Linked DNA regions of Mus musculus: region 2 is linked to region 1. A link is a contact called in public Micro-C data. All regions are on one chromosome and are shown on one strand. Each heading gives the region's core, a stretch centred on a gene start, on an enhancer-like site or on the middle of the called end of the contact. The rest is flanking DNA. Distances are from core to core; before and after follow the strand shown.

Region 1 (4,884 bases), core at 1,642-4,141:
GGAAGCTTCTAGAGGGTTAGTAACACCTGGATGTGGTGGCTGTGAACATATACATCACAAATGACCACCTGTGGTGCTTTGTATATGCTTGGCCCAGTGAGTGGCACTATTAGGAGGTGTGGCCTTGTTGGAGTAGGTGTGTCACTGTGGCCATGGGCTTTAAGACTGAAGGAAAGACCATCCAGAGACTGCCCCACCAGAGATCCATCCCATATACAGTCACCAAACCCAGACACTATTGTGAATGTCAACAAGTGCTTGATGACAGGAGCCTGATATAACTGTCTCTTGAGAGGCTCTGCCAGTGCCTGACAAATACAGAGGTGGATGCTCTCAGCCAACCATTGGACTGAGCACAGGGCCCCCAATGGAGGAGCTAGAGAAAGGACCAAAGGAGCTGAAGGGGTTTGCAGCCCCATAGGAGGAACAACAATATGAACCAATCAGTACCCCCAGAGCTCCCAGGGACTAAACCACCAACCAAAGAGCACACATGGTGGGACTCATGGCTCCAGCTGCATATGTAGCAGAGGATGGCCTTGTTGGACATCAATGGGAGGAAAAGCCCTTGGTCCTGAGAAGGCTCGATGTCCCATTGAAGGGGAATGCCAGGACAGGGAAGTGGGAATGGGTGGGTTGGTGAGCAGGGGAAGCAGGGGTGGGGGAGGTGGGAGGGGGATAGGATAGGGTTTTTTTTTTTTTTTTTTTTGAGGGGAAACCAGGAAAGGGGATAACATTTGAAATGTAAATAAAGAAAATATCTAATAGAAAGAAAGAAAGAAAGAAAGAAAGAGAAAAGAAAGAAAGAAAGAAAGAAAGAAAGAAAGAAAGAAAGAAAGAAAGAGAGAGAGAGAAATCTTGTATTAGCAGCCTTTAGATGAAGATGTAGAACTCTCAGCTCCTCCTGCATCATGCCTGCCTGGATGCTACCATGTTCCCACCTTGATGATAATGAACTGAACCTCTGAACCTGTAAGCCACCACACCATAAGCTATACAAATTTTACTGGTAGTAAGTCATTTGATAAGTGTGTTCCACCCTATAAAGCTAACCCATTTACCAATGCCACTTGCAGTATTATAGTGGTCCTAGGTGTCCGCAATTCCTCTAGGCTCTGCCCAACAGTTACCTAGCAACAATCTACATCTCCACCCTGGGTTCAGCCAGGAGCCAGCAGTATAAGGACTACTTGGCTTCTCTCTCTCTCTCTCTCTCTCTCTCCTCCATCCCTCTATCTTACCTCTCTGTGTCTCCACCCCCCTCCCCTACATGTTCCAGGCTGGCCTCTCCTTCTCTTCCCCTCTCCTTTCCCTTTCTGTCCCACCTGCCTTCCTCTGCCTCTAACCCCATCCCAGGCACCCTGCTGCTCCGTTCCCTGGCTCCCTTCCCCCAATAAACTTCTTTTGTTCTAGGCCTGTCATGTGACTTGATCCCAAGACTCCTTGGCAGGGACCACTGAGGTGCTCCCTCCAGCCGCACTATACTACATCATCTTATAAAACACAACAATAGTCATGATGGTGACAGAGCTAAGTGAGCCTCGAGAGACAACTGGTCCACTGAGAGTAAATGAAGTCGAGGTCCTGAAGTTTAAATTGCCTGGCAGCAATGTTCCCAGGAGCACTCCTGGGGCAGGGGGATACCCCATTCTCCTTTTCAAGCTCTGTAGTCTTGTCAGAAGAGTTTCTGTTTTATATATATATTTGAGGGGGGGCCATTCTGGGCCAAAGGATTAAAAGGAGAAAAAGAACACATTTATATAAAGTACTGAGGTAAGTTTATTCCCATATCCTTATCTGGGAAAGCAACAGGCAGAGATCATGTGACAGCAAACCCAAAACTTCTCCCCTCATATGGGGGGGGGGGGACGGGGACATGGGGAACGGGGGGGGGGGGGGCGGGGGAGGGACGGACACTGGCTGCTTTGATTAAATCTTAATGCAAAGGCTGCAGATTAAGTTGTCATTCTGTAGAAGTCTTAGTAGCTACAGGCAGGCATCTTAGCTGCCAGACCCTTGTGCTAATCATCGAAAGTCACAGCTGTCTTGTTTTTTTTTAATGGGTGTCCTTTATCAAGATAACATAAATTTACTGACAAAAGGAAATTCGTGGACAGCCTGGAGGGGAAGCAGGAGGTAGGTAAGAGTGAATGGCCCTGCTAAAAACAGCGCCCCACACCCAGGAGAAAGTGTCCCTGCCCTGGAAGTCAATTCACCTTCCCCGCTCCCCACTCAACTACAGTCTGTTAGGAAACCCCAGGCACAAGAGTACGCAAGACGGCAAGAACGAACGCCAAAGGAGGCTCGGAAGTGTGTGAGCCTCTGAAAGTTAGAAGCCAGGAGGAAAGGCTTGGCTAAAAATAGAACTTATCAGATGGATTAAAGTCCCTCCCGAGAATGTTATCTCTCCCCACAGGAGGGTGGGGGGAAAGTCTGTCAAGGGGAACACAGGCCACAGGATGAATAAGCAGAAAAATAGGAGGAAATGACCAAGCCAATGCACGGGGCGTGCGTGCTGTACGAGAGCTGGCAGAGACAGCGCAGCTCCGCAGCTCCGGAGCCCAGAATCGGAGAATTTGCTGAGGCAGGGCACTCCCCAAAGCAAGACACTGCCAAGTACGGGGCGGGGGAGCAGTTTGTCCTTCCTCCCCACCTTTTCAGAATTGAGGCATTCCCGTTTGATTGGATATTACCTTTTCAAGCCATTTATTTAAAAAAAAAAAAAAAAGTCTACAGAAAAGGTTTCTTGGGAAAGTCCGCCTTCCAGCATTTTATGGCACACACCCAATGAAATTTCCCAAATCGATAGTTGGTGAATCCTTAGATCCTTTCCCAAGTTCCCACTGCTTTCTGGGCCACCCCCAGCTTGGGTCAGGTCAAGAGGAACAAGAGAAGCTTCCTAGAGCTGCCGGCAGCTACTCCAGACCAGTGAGAGACCAACACAGTATGTCCAGTCCCCTCCTCTCTTCAGTCCTCTTCCTCAGAAGTCCTCAATAGACAAAAGGCTCTTCTACACCTTAATCCCAAGTTACCTTTTGACATCTACACACACACATACACACACATCACTCACATACACACATACACACACATACACACATACACACACACACACACATATACACACACACACATATACACACATACACACACATCACTCACACACACACACACACACATGTACACACATACACACACACACACACACACACACACATCACTCACAAACATGAGACATCCCGAATTGTGTAGTGTTTTAATCAGCTGAGTATTTATCCACTCCTAGAGCAATCTTTCTCAAGTTGGTAAAACATTATCAATAAGCTACAACAGTATTCCCTAAAACCAGAGATGTCTTTTTAAAAAGAATCACAAAATGACCTCTATAAATGTTCCCAAGAGTCAATTGGAGTGGCATACACCTTTAATTCCAGCACTCGGAAGAATCGAGTGGATCTTTGTGAGGCCAGCCTGGTCTACAGAGTGAGCTCCAGGACAGCCAAGGCTATACAGAGAAACCCTGACTTGGAAAAGCATACCCTGTCCCCCAAAATAATAAGAAAGGGAAAATAAAGGCACTCAGAAATGTAAGAGTTAACTCCCAGGAGTTAGGAGAAAGGCTTCCAGGAGAAAGGTTACTTGTCTTAAGTGGGGAAATCACCAAAGATCAAAGTTTTTTTTTAGTCTTATTTCAACACAGTTGTTCACACTGTTAAGTAGGCTGAAGGCTGTGTGTCACGGGGTAGGAATCTAAGTGTGTCAAGAAGAAAAGGCAGTGAGTGTTCCCTTTCATCCCTAGAAAGTGTATGTGACCCAGGAACACAGGGAGGTATCAGGCACACTGGCTAAAGGCTCCAAACTGCATTCCAGTGTTGTCTGCTCCAAACAACCGGTGCTGTTCAACTCTACCTTAAGGCGGGGAATATACCTCCAAACATCTCACGCCCTCGAGGCCAATGTTGCATAGAAACCCAAAGTCCCTCCTCAGTCTTATGAGGCAGGCAAAGAAAATCCTATTTAAGCAGCAAGAAAGCATTCAAGGACAAAGCTGCGGCTTCTGCACGCATAGCTGTTACTGAGTAAGGAGCACTCCTTTAGGAGGCTGGCCCTGGAACACTTGTGAATAACCCAACAGGGGGAGAGAAAATTTAAATATGCAGCAGCTTAAGCTTGCCTCTCCCGACTCTATTCGTGATCTTTATTTGCCATCCACTCTGCAGGAAGGAACAGAGACCACAAGGACCTGGAGGTCTGGAGTCCAGTCCTGTTATGCTACTCCATCACCGTAACCTTGGCAGAGCCACCTAACTGTTCTGAGTAGTTTCCTCATCCTGGAAAGAGGAAGAGCTGCCTCACTGTGGTTACAAAGAACAACAGTGTGTGCACGTAGCGCAGGCCCCAGGCACACAGGTATCCTCTGAGGACTCCAACCCGCCCATTGTTGTAGGGTTCCGGATGTGACTCTTTGAATCTGTCTCTGGCCTTGCAAATGTAGAAGCAGTGACCCGTGGTAAAGAAAGGGTGACTTTTAAAGGGCCCAGCAGGGATGCAGCGAGAAGCACCACATTAGAAATCATGTTTGGACAGGGCAAGGTTACTAACTGGCCTGGCAGTGTAAACCAGCACGTATTATTATTCCACAGGGTTCAAGTGTGGACCTCAAGTGTGGCTTCAGCTTGGGTTAGCTGTTGGTTTCCACTCTGTCTGATAAGTCTCTAACCAACCCTCTGGCCAGTGTTCTTTCCACACCACACAAAGAATTTAGGGCAGAAGCCAAGCTAATTTTGTATTTTTTTTATTATTATTCGAAATAGCTTTGCTGAGAACAATCCTTGCCCTTGATCAAACCTATATATACTGGGCATGCCAACTCCTGTCTCACAC
Region 2 (4,884 bases), core at 1,598-4,097, 330 kb after region 1:
CCCACCCCCAATCGGTGACGTGATAGAAATTGGGAAATTCCTTTTGTTATTTCTATAACCAGTAAGATTCCCACCAAAATCAAAATCCAGGCCTCAAAGGAAGAAAAATAACCTACAGTGAGCAAAATGGAAACGGGAGGAATGAGGAAGGCCTGTGGTAACAACATAAAACAGGAAGGCATTACACTGACACAAGCCAAAGCAAACACACAGGACTGGGGCTGCTGAGTACAAGTTCATAGGTTAAAAAATATATAAAAAAATAAAAGTGTGCACACATTAGAAGCCAAGCTCCTAGAGGTAAAGTGGAAACAAGTTGTCCTCTCATTACAACCCCAGGGACTTTATAAGCAGCCCTGGACAAGTCAGACATTCCTGGGTACACGCCCAAGGGAAACAAAAATCTCCATCTAAATAAAAATGTATGCGTAGATATTAGAGCCAAATGATTCACGAAAGCTAGACCGTGGGGACAAAGATCTATGGTGTGATGACTGGATTGTACCCTGGAATAGCCTCTTCCTCATTCCTCAGAAAGAGAATGGAGCGTTGACACACACTATGATGCCAAAGAAACTGAAGAGCATCTCGCTAAGTGAAAAAAGGCAGGCACCACAGTGGGCTGTAGGCTGCGTGACCCCTTTGTTTTCAATGCAGGTTCGTGTTCTCCCTTCAGGACGGAAACAAAGAATTTATTTTTATAAACATAGTGTATGGAATGGTGGGGTGAGGTAATGGTGGCGTGGTTGGAAGGCTCTAAAATCGACTGTGGTGATGGATGGTTGTTCACCCTGTGAGTGCGCTGAACACCACTAATCACACGCTTTAAGTGACGGGGCTGTACGGACTGTGACTGTGAAAAGAAAAGAGCGGTTTCCTGAGCAGGAGGGATGGTGGGCGTGTGGTTAGGAAGGTTAGGAGGCAGCTCATTCAGTCCTGCACATAGGAAGGCCTTCTCCATATTCCTTTCTAGCCTTACCATCACCTCAAGACTCCTGCTGCAACACCTCTCAGAGGATCCTAGTAGTGAGGGACCCTACCCGCTTTGTTTTCATGACATGCATAACTGATAAGTGCTTAAAATAGTCTTTCTAGATAAATGTATAGTTACAGGTTAGAGTCATAGGAACTTGGAATACTTTATCTGAGACCACAGAGGTATTACCTGAAGTCAAAATATAGGGCCTAAAATATAAAATATATCCTATACTTTCCTCCCTCCCTCTCATCCCCCACCAGTTCCTCTGTCCAACCCAGCAGGGCCATCCCAACACAAATGAGCAGGGCAGGGAGGGGACAAGGACGTGGACCTGAGGGTAAATTAGCAAACAGACACAGCCCACATCACATTTGCTCACATCTCATCAGCGATGATTCATTTTCAGATCACACTAAGACGCAAGGGGTTCTGGGAAACGCTCTTGTTTGGGACACGGAAGAAAGACCGCAAGCGTTTAGACCGCACGCGTTTAGTGGCCAGCTAGCCATCCTTGCCACACTCAGACTTGAACAGATTTTCAACCCCTCTCGCAGCTCCAGCGTCGTGAGGCTCATGCGGAACAGAACCAAGAACAACGGGAAACGGATGTCGATGATCCCATCAGATTTGGGGAATCAGTCAGAGGAGCTTGGTGCTCCTAAGAAGACAGCGATTCCCATAAGTGCCAGAATATCCAGTACCCTGCCTTCTTACATAAACTATTGGTGACAGGGAGTTGTCACGGAAATTTGAGGTGAACTGGGAAGGTTGGAGGACACAGGAAGAAGGTGATCACCAAGTCACATTTGGCCTCCTGTCTCTAGGTGCTCGGGGATCCATTAGGAGCAGAACAGCAAGAGAGATGCAGCCCGAGGGTGAAGGATAACAGACTCCCTTGCTCTGGATGCTGTCTCCTCTGCCCTGCTTATACTTCAGCTCCAAACATTTACATTGAGGTCCAGCTTCCTCCACCATCATGTTAGAAGTGTGCTTACATTCCTTGTTCCTATATTTATATTCTGTTGAAGGCAGATGATTTCTTCCCATTCTGTAATCTTCAAACACAATAATGTACTCACTTATGCTGCACTTCTATGCCCTCCTGACCTCCAAGTAGGTACAAGGAGCACTCCCTGCCGCTCCAGTCAGAGAAGTGCTACTTAGGTCTGTTTTAAATATGGCGCCAACTTGAACACAACGTTCTTAAGCCAAGTGTCACTTCATTCTTTTAAGTGTAAGAAAGGGGAAATCCAGTGGGACAAGGTTGCACAACATTGTGGCACAGAGACTGGCTTAGAACTTGGGGTCTCAACAGCATTACACCGTCCTCAGTAATTCTTGACAGAAATCTTTTTCTCAAGTGCATGGTGCACTTAGAAAATGCCAAGTTAGTCTCTAGTCCCAAAGGTGGCATACAGAAGAAATAGTATGCAAGGATGCCTGTTTCATTATTGGTTGGGGCTCCTTTTCACTGCAAGTGACAGAAAGCCCATGAGATATGTCAGATCAAAAAGAGAGACTTTAGTAAGAAAGAGAGCCAAGACAGGAAGGACCATTCACGGCTGGGCAGGAATGTGTGGGACCAGGGACTCAAACAGCTATAAAAGCCCCTCTCCACCTTTACCCTCAGCTTTTCTGCAGCCTCCTCATTTCTCCACTTTGGCACACATTTGTCTACTAGGCTACTCTGCCATCACATGGCAGAAGACAGGGTCCTACCAGCCCCCAGGTTTCATCTCTGAGGCTTGTGGCTCCACCCTTTTTTTTCTTTTTGTTTTTCAAATTGTAGTGGAATGTTATTTGGATGCAATAAAAAGCATTCTTTGTTGAGTGTGTAATTCAGGAGTTCCCACAGATGTGAGTCACCACATGACCAGCACCAGATGAAGATTTTGGTCCAAAAATGTCCTTTGCATCTTACCAGAGGATCCACATCCCCTACCCGACTCAGCCCTAGAAACATTGATCTGCTTTCTACGTGCAGAGGTTGGCCTTTCTGGGATTTCATATAAGGCTGTACAAGTAGGGAGGCTGATAATTCTATTCAGCAGCTGTTTGGAGATCACCTCCCCCGTTCTGATTACTGGTGGTTACAGTGGTTAGTTCCCTTTTGTTACTTAGTAATATGACATTGTGCAAACAGAGAGCAATTTGTTTCTCTAACTTTGATGGACATCTGGATTGTTTCCATTCGGGGACTGGGATAAGTCAATCTGCTACAAATCCACACAGAGGAAGTTGTGTAGACACAGTTAGGTTTTCATTTCTCTTGAGTAAATAAATACTTAGATATGGGATTGCCAGGCCATACTTTTAAGTGTGTGCTTCATTTATAAGAAACTCAAACTGCTTTCCAAAGTGGAGACACTAGCCTATGTCTCTACAACAACAAATCAGCATTCCAGTGGCTGTGCATCCCCTCAGATACTTGGTAGGGTCGGTCTTGTCTGTTTTAGGTGTTCAAATGGGAAAATGGGAGTGTTCCAAAATTGTGGCTTTGATTTATGTTTTCTTAATACGTGCTGTTTAACATCACCTCTGGTTGCTCTTCAGGCAGGGTTCATCTTTGGTGAACACTTTAACTCTCTTGTTGACTTTTGAAAGCCTGCCTTATTGTTAAGAGCACTCATGAATCTAGAGACTAGGATGTAGCTTGCTGACGGAGTGCTTATGTAACATATTCAAGACACTGGATTGGTCCCCTCCCCCTCCCCACTATGAGTTTTTAAAGAGAACTATCTCTGTGTTCCAGGTATGAGCCTTTTGTCCAATGCACACTCTGTGAACACTTTCCCCTAAAATGGCTGCTTGACTTTTGCTTTTCCTACATTTCAAAGAGCAGCTTTTAATTTTTAAGAAGTCAAATTCATCCATTTTTTTCTTCTCTAGTTCCTACTTATTAAATCCTATCCAAAAATGAAAACAAAAAACAAAAATTGAGTAGCTGAAGATATGTTAAGACTGATTGGTGATCTTGCAGAGGACCAGAGGTGAGCTACAGCACCCACATAGGGAGATGAACAACTAACTGCCTGCAATTCCAGATCTAGACAACCCAGTGTCCTTCTCTGGTCTCTATGTGCACATACCCATATAAAAACATCGCTTACAAGGTAAATACACTTTCCACAAGCCTACCTAGCAACCTGAATTCAATCCTTGGAACCTATGTGGTAGAAAGAGAGAACCAACTCTCACAAGTTGTACTCTGACTTCCACAATAATGCTGTGGCATTCACACACTCTGGCACACACACACATACACTCAGGGAGGAATAAGAAACGATGCAGTTGTAAAAGTGGTTGCTGCCCAAGTTTGGGGTCTGGAGCTTGAATATTAAGGCCCACTTGTGTTCCAGTACACAGGAGTTGGATCCACAGAGTAATCTGGGTTAGAGTAGCCATATCAGCAAGCTCTGGATTCAAGGAATAAAGTGGAAAGTGATGGAGAAAGACTCCCAATGTCAACTTCTAAGCTCCCATGCACGTATGTGCACACATGTGTGAACATGCATACGCCCACTCACACAACATACATACCTTGTGTTTTTTAGTTTCCAAATCTGAAGCCACAGAAATTCTTTTCCATGATTTCTTCTAGATGTTTTCTAGCTTTCCTCAGTGACCTACTTGATGCTCATGTTGTCTATGGTACATCTCTCACGTGTAAACCTAGCTTTCTGCAGGGGGTTCTGACTGATGGGCTCGGGCAAATGCTCTTTCCTAAATCAATCAATACAGCATTTTACAAAACATGTTAGCCAGCGGGACCATGTGATTAAGAACATGACTGGTAGACCGAGAAGGGATTTCCTATATATAGGAAGATACAATTTGTGCCCTTAAAATCTAGCTCTACCCTTTCTCTCCCCCAAGACAAGGTTTCTCTGTGTAGCCCTGGCTCT

What was found. Hi-C and Micro-C count contacts between places; a contact is called where the count stands out from the background.
Region 2: a Micro-C map of the HL-1 cell line shows a contact between it and region 1, with 4 times the contacts expected there. The contact joins two enhancer-like sites. A contact is called at or near these places in 3 of 15 datasets of contacts at CTCF or cohesin (the NIH/3T3 cell line, large pre-B cells and stem cell-derived epiblast-like cells), 35 of 484 Hi-C or Micro-C datasets (8-cell embryo, B cells, the BV-2 cell line and 15 more), 16 of 115 datasets of contacts at active chromatin or transcription factors (bone marrow-derived macrophages, embryonic basal ganglia, embryonic stem cells and 7 more) and 1 of 9 other capture datasets (embryonic stem cells).

Annotation. Positions count from the first base shown.
Region 1 is chr12:54,160,515-54,165,398 of GRCm38.p6, forward strand. No RefSeq gene overlaps it. Among named protein-coding and RNA genes, the nearest start is that of Gm40424, 14 kb to the right of the region's middle. Within about 2 kb of position 2,892, at least 198 of the 459 cell types and tissues checked have an H3K27ac peak or open chromatin away from gene starts, as enhancers often do. A contact at or near this core is called in the HL-1 cell line and the NIH/3T3 cell line, where this site is marked.
Region 2 is chr12:54,493,059-54,497,942 of GRCm38.p6, forward strand. No RefSeq gene overlaps it. Among named protein-coding and RNA genes, the nearest start is that of Gm36213, 16 kb to the left of the region's middle. Within about 2 kb of position 2,848, at least 26 of the 459 cell types and tissues checked have an H3K27ac peak or open chromatin away from gene starts, as enhancers often do. A contact at or near this core is called in the HL-1 cell line and the NIH/3T3 cell line, where this site is marked.